2 separate regions of the Sus scrofa genome follow, and region 2 is linked to region 1. The links are chromatin contacts, called in public promoter capture Hi-C maps. All regions are on one chromosome and are shown on one strand. Each heading gives the region's core, a stretch centred on a gene start, on an enhancer-like site or on the middle of the called end of the contact. The rest is flanking DNA. Distances are from core to core; before and after follow the strand shown.

Evidence for each region. Promoter capture Hi-C pulls out the DNA fragments that hold promoters and counts their contacts.
Region 2: a promoter capture Hi-C map of liver shows a contact between it and region 1, with 5 times the contacts expected there. The contact joins the promoter of ZDHHC5 here to the promoter of OSBP in region 1. A contact is called at or near these places in 2 of 5 promoter capture datasets (fetal liver and liver) and 1 of 2 datasets of contacts at active chromatin or transcription factors (skeletal muscle).

The regions. Positions count from the first base shown.
Region 1 is chr2:11,874,695-11,878,116 of Sscrofa11.1, reverse strand. It overlaps OSBP (oxysterol-binding protein 1), which reads right to left and starts at 1,823. Exons shown (of 14, transcript XM_021082995.1): 1 at 1,227-1,823. The coding sequence starts at 1,594.
Region 2 is chr2:13,274,859-13,278,280 of Sscrofa11.1, reverse strand. ZDHHC5 (palmitoyltransferase ZDHHC5) reads left to right here and starts at 1,764. Exons shown (of 12, transcript XM_021083028.1): 1 at 1,764-1,872.

The DNA of each region.
Region 1 (3,422 bases), core at 574-3,073:
AAGTAGAATGGGCTAAGATTTCACTTAGAAATGCTATTCGATAAAGCAAAATCTCTCTTAAGGGAGACTTCCATACATTGTATATAAAATACACATAGTACCATGATCTGTAAACTTAACTTGCTAAAGGTAAGTAGTTATCTCTGTATCTGATTCATGTAACACTAACCTGGGTGTTAGGCTGTGTCAGTGTGAAAATAACTCGTTTCAAATCCTGACTCAAGAACTTGGGAAAGTTGCCCAAGTCAAGCCTCAGTTTCCTCACTGGTAAGACGGAAACATCTCCTAACTTCCGCATTGTTGTGGGGAGTCAAAGGATACCATATGTAAAAGACCTATCCAAACTGTCCAGCATTCAGGAAATGTTAATGTCCTGTCTCCAAATCCAGCATCTTAACCTTTCTATAGTAACATGAGTGGCCAAAAGCATGTTATGTTATGGCAAGACTGTGAGTTACCATAAATATGTATTAAATAATCCAAAACAAGCATTGCTGAACAGAAGGGTCATTCCAAAGACATGGGTTCTTCTTTTAATGAAAAAACCTGATTAACCAGAGAGAGCCCAGAAATACTGGATGGAACACTTAATCATTCCCATGGGAGGAGGTGGGGCAGGCAAAAATGAGAAAGGCTGGAGTGCACTTCTCCATTCTGGGCTGTCTAGAAGGCAAAAGCATAGGCAAATCTTGGAAGAGATAAAGACAGGGGACAGCTACCGAGGCCACCCTGTGTGTGGTGTCCTTCAGCCTGAATGTGGAGAGACCAAAAGGCGGGTAGATCAAGGGCTGCTAATAACCTTGAATTTTGGAGACTGGGCCCAGATAGCTAAGCCTTGAGACTTTCGCACTTAAGTTCTTTGGGAGTGGTGCCTGCGATCAGCCCTCATATATGTGCCCTTTAGCACCTACATCGGCGCCTTCCTTGCAGAATTAATCATTGCACCGATGTGCTGCTGGAAACACAATGGAAGAGAAGAGGCTCTCGGAACAACTCAAAGGGCCAGGCACCGAGCGGAAGGTCTAGCACTAAGGGTGGGTCACCCAGGTGGAGGGGCAAGTCCTGGGGCGTTCATTTTCGTGAGGGTGGACTTGTGTCAGGGGCTGTCAATGCACGCAGGTGACGAAAAGGGGCCTGGGGCGACCTTGGCTGCTGCGCGGGCTGGAGAGGGTGACGGCGCGGGGACTGTGGGCTGCGATGGGAGACGGCGCCCCGGAAGCAGTTACCTGTAGTAGCTCAGGAGCCCGTTGCTCAGCACGAACCACCGCCGCTGGTAGCCTTTGATATAATTGGTCCATTTGAAGAGCCAGCCCTCGCGAGCCGAGCCTGATCCCCCAGCGCCCGAGCCGCCCGAGCCCCCCGCCGGCGGCGCAGGAGCCGGGCCCGCTGCCGCCACTCCCCCGGCCCCGGGACCCGGGCCGCCCGCCGACACCGCGGCCACCGTGCTCGGCGCGGCCGCGGAGCCTGGCCCCGAGTCTCCGCGGCCGCCCGCGCCGCCTCCTCCCACCATGGGGGGACCGGCGCCGCCGCCGCCCGGAGCCGCCATGGCTGTCGGGCCCGGGCCCATCACTCCTCTCAGTTCCGTCGCCGCCATGAGCCGCCGCCGCCCTGAGATACAGGACCGGAACCGCCTACGAGAGCCGCCGTCGCCGCCCGGAGGGCCCCACACGGCTAGCGCATCAGCCGCCGCCGCGCACCGTCCCCGCCCCGCCAGGCCGGCCGCGGGGAGGAGGGCTCGGCCGCCGGGAAGGAAAAAGTCGATTGGTGCCGCCGAGTGTCACTTGCGGAAGACCCCTAGGACATTGGCATTTCTCTTGGGCCTGTCATTACACACCGCCCAGTGAAAACTGAGGGTGGGACGCTTCCGCCAAGCACGCCATTGATTGGTGCAAGTGAAGGCCAATCAGATTTCTGTACATTTCATTGGTGCTTTCCCGAAGTCTCCAGCGCTCCGGGAGGCCTCAAGTATGCAGACTGCCCAGCCAGTTTGATTGTCGATTGGCTAGAACTTCTGCCACTCATTTTAGTTTATGCCCCCGTCACCGCCACGTCACCCCCTCCCAGCACCCTTCTCCTTGTCTCTCTTCCGCCCTTACGGATTGGTGGTTGGTATCAGCTGCTCAACCTTTTCTACCATTTACCGAACGAGTTGAGGAGAAGGAGGAGGAGTCTAGCCATCACAGCCTCACTTTAATTTCTTACTGGTTAGAATGAATGTCCCTCACATGTTGGGGGAGGGACGGGGCAGTGATTGGAGATGATTGGTTCCGGAGGTTGTCTGTGAACCAGGAGCTTGGCAATGATGACCAATGAAAGAGACGGACTGAGCGAGGGCAGGCCAGGGCAGCCAATAAAATCTGGGAGAAGCACTTGCCGGGCGAGCCCTTCTGCTTCCACCTTTGGTGAACTTTCTAAGAGGCAGAAGCGGGTCAGCGTCCCGAAAGCATATTTTTGCTGTATGCGCAGCGTAGGAATCCCTCTTTCTGAGTTAAGATTTCTATTGTTTCTTGTTAGGAGGAGTGATTCTTAGTAGACAGCCCCTGCCCGAGTCTCTCCTTTCCAGGGCCGCCTTCTAGCAGCTGGCTCCCAGCTGGAGACCAGAATTAATGGGGAGCCCAGAGATAGCTTCCCACTTTCCTCCTGAATCCACCATTCTAATAATGTTCCCTGGTTTGCTCATCGTCCACCACACCTCTTATCTCTTGCTTCTAGACTCCTAATTCTGTCCCACGAGTTGCTGACCCAGCTGTGAGGAGAAAATAGACTCGCGAGGACCTGACTTTATATCTACTTGCGACCCATGTCTTCCAGTCCAAAGGGCCCTTGGCTGTAGCATCATATGCTCACGTGTGTATACTTAACCTTGCACGGAAAGTAGTTATTTCAGATAAATTGTTCACACATTTGTGAACGTCACAAATTTAGTATCTCATTTAGCATTTAGATGTTGTGAACTATTGTTGCAAAAGGAGCTCTGGGGAACCTGGAACTTGCTACATTTTTCTGATTTCACTGGGCAACAGAAATAGCTGTTAGACATTGTAAAATTGCTTTTTTCCCTGCAGTGTGCTTCACGGTATCAAGGAAATAAAGAAAAATATCCTGTTAGAAAGCTTTTAAAGAAGAGAAATATCCATTGAATTCTGGAAAGAGAATACACTTTGAAAAGGAGTTCCCACCGTGGCGCGTGGTTAACGAATCCGACTAGGAACCATGAGGTTGAGGGTTCGATCCCTGGCCTTGCTCAGTGGGTTAACGATCCGGCGTTGCCGTGACCTGTGGTGTAGGTTGCAGACGTGGCTCGGATCCTCCGTTGCTGCGGCTCTGGTGTAGGCTGGTGGCTACAGCTCCGATTGGAACCCTAGCCTGGGAACCTCCATATGCCGCGGGAGCGGCCCCAGAAATGGCAAAAAGACAAAAAA
Region 2 (3,422 bases), core at 515-3,014, 1.4 Mb before region 1:
TCCCTAGCCTGGGAACTTCCATATGCCGCATGTGGGGCCATAAAAAGCAAAAAAAAAAAAAAAAAAAATCAAGAAAAGCATAAAATAGAAAAATGAATTTTACCTGCTGTATAGCACACAGAACTCAATCACTTTGTCGTACAGCAGGAATTATCACAACCTTGTAAATCAACTGTATTTCAATACAACAAAAAAAGCAAAAAAAAAGAAATTTAATTTCTAAGGATATAAATTAACCTAACTTGCAGCTAAAAAAGCCTCTCTAAATGAAACAAATATTGTATTTCCAATAATACTTTAACTTTACCTTTTATAAGGTCTAAAGTTTTTAAATATTTCATTTTTTAGTTTATTAATATTTTTTGCTTTTTAAGGCTCCACCTGCAGCATATGGAGGTTCACAGGCTAGGGGCCAAATCGGAGCTGTAGCTGCCTGCCGGCCTGCCCCACAGCCACAGCCCACGCAGAATTCCAGTGGAGCCTGCAACCTACACCACAGCTCACAGCAATGCCGGATACCCCACCCACTGAGCGAGGCCAGGGATCCAACCTGCAACCTCATGGATACTAGTCAGATTCGTTAACTACTTAGCCATGACAGGAACTCCAAGATTTCATTTTTTAAATACACACTGTCATTAAAAGAGCTATGCAGGAGTTCCCACCAAGGACTCGACTTGTCTCTGTGGCAGAGCAAGTTTCATCCCCAGCCTGGTGCAGTGGGTTATGGATATGTAGAGAAGGTCGCAGCTGCGGCTCCTATTCCATCCCTGGCCCCGGAACTACCATATGCTGCGGGTGCCGCCATTAAAACAAACAAACAACAACAAAACAAAACTCTGAAGCATGCAGCAACAAATGGTAGATTGAGGCACTTAGCAAGCATGTAATAGAACCTGTTACATAAGCCATGTCAGAGAAAGAACTAGATTAGACCTCAGAAAAGAAGGCAGATCTTTCCCATGCCGCCTAGTGCTCAGAGCATATTTTAAACTAGCAACATTTGACACCAAAGACCAGGACAGACCGCAGGATTTAGAATCACACTTTACAGGTGAGGAATCTTGGCTTCAGTGAAGTGGCTGGTGGAACACTTTTGAAAGACTATTACGTAATAGCCAGGGCAGCTTTCAAAAAAGAAATGGCCTTGAGCTAAATGAGAACACCAGGCCTTGCTCTTGGGTTCACAACGTTGTAGGGCTAATTAGGACAAGATGTGGCGCTGTGATCTATGTAGCGTTGGCCAGCAGCTCCAGAGACAGGAGCTTCTAGAGAATCTTTTCCTTCCTGCCTGTATTTCCCGGATTGGGCGAGGTTACATGTCGGCACCCAGCTCAGGGGCTGCAGTGAAACGCTAAGGGAATCAGGCGAAGCCAAGAGTCAGCTCCCACTCCGGGGGGTTGCGACTGCCTCAGCGCGCGTCCTGTGTTCCTCTTCCACGGTTGGCACTATGGTTCCAAAGCTCGCGCTCGCTCTCCTTCCTCTTCCTCCTAGGCCTTCGGCAGGAGCTTCGCTCCCCACAGACTCTTCACTCCGGGAGGCCCCTCCGTGCGGAAGCCATAAGCCAGACCTTTCCATTATCCTGAGATTCTGCTGGTACTAGGGAACTCGCCGGTCTAATGAATGCTCCATCAAAATTGTTTTAAATAAAGTTTTCGCCATCAAAAAAAAAAAAAGAAAGAGAAAAAAGAAAAAAGGGAGAGGGCCAATTAGTGGGCAAACTGTTGGCCAATGACTGAAGAAGCTGAAGCCGGAAGACGCCGGGGCCTGTGGGTGATTGGTTACTCCAGAAGCCTGTCTGGAGCGTACCACACTTACTGGAGGGGGTTTGGCGAATTTGGAAGGGTAACTACTTGCTTTTGAGTACTCTCGGTACGCACATTTAATTATTTTTCACGTCTGAGTTTTCCTGCTTCGATACGGGAGGGGCACAAAGCAGGAAGCAGAAAAAGGGAAGAGTGGCCCCGCCATTTCCCCTTTTCCGACTACTGCGCAGTACGCCCACCCATCTCTGCTGGTCGAAGGCCCTTGCGCGCGCGTTCTCGTTTTCTCGCGTGGTACGGCGCTGTGCTCTTGCAGCCAATCAGACCGCGAGGTCGCCGCGGTCGCCGGCGTGCGCGCGCACGCCCTAGAGCTGCGTCGGGGTGGGGGCTATGGGTGAATGGGAGAGTGAGCGGGGGCGGGCGCGGCGGCGCGAGCCGCATGAATGAGAGGAACGTGCCCTGCGCGAGACGTCGCGCGCGCCCGGGACAGGGAGCCAATGGGAACGCTGGGAGGGCTCGAGACCCGGCTCTGAGGGCAACGGCCGCGCGCTGACTCGAAGGCGAGCGTCGCTGAGCGGGGGCGCGCTGAGCAGGGCGGGCGTGGAGCGTGCGGCGGCCGCGCGCTGCCTCTCAGAGGCCGGACGGCACTACCGGGAGGCGGCGGCGACTACGACGGTAGCGGTGACGGGAACAGCGCCGGGGGTGAGTACCGGGGACACCGGCCCCTACGGAACCGGAAGTGTCGGGCCAGGAAGGTGGGAGGGGAGAGTGACCTCTAGGGAAGGGGGACCCAAGAGGGGGAGGTGGTTTGAGGCCCCATTCCTCCTCCGGGCCGGGTCATCCAACTGCGGCGGGACCCGTGGGCCCCGGAAACGGACGACGAGTAGAGGCCGGGGATCCACGGCTGCCGGGGCTCAGAACCGGTTAGTGCCGGGTCGCCGGGTCCCAGCTGGGGACCCCGGTCCCTACGCGCCTGGCGCCCAGCCGCCGCCCCTCCCGCCCCCGGCTCTGCGACCCGGGGCTCTGTAGTCTCCCGCGGCTCCAATGGGCCCTGCCGCCGCGGATGCGGTCTTCCCTGTCTCGGCCATCCCTGCCCCTTACCGTGATTCTCGATACCCCCGCTCCGGGGTAGGGATTGGGTGCCATTCCCTCCCTGCTTTTTAGGTCCTTCACCCCACTCTGCTGATACTTATTTTGGCTCAAGCCTCATCCTGTTACCTGTTCTCTTGCATCCGTCCGCTTCCTCCCCTACCCCCACCAGCGGGAGCTCCATGCTTTTAGTACTCTGTACTTTTTACAAGTGGAACTCGAATGTGTTTGACATTATTTTACCTATAGGAATCTCTTGTGAGATAGGGAGGTAGAAAGCGTTTTACCCACTTGGCCGAATGAAAACATTGAAATGAGAAGTAAGAGACTTAAAGTTACGAAAGGAGGTGTAGGATTAGATACATGTTATACTCTAGATCATTTTTCTGCCTTGGATTTTTCACTTCCTGGTTAATGCCATCTTGTCTAGGTTGACCTTATTCGCATCCCTATCGTTTTATCCCAGTATTTCTCTGTACTGGGTTAAATCTCTTCAGAATGTTTATCACCCATTCTTTAAACCCACCTAATGCTTACAAGATTTATATTGCCATGTACTTTACTACCCAC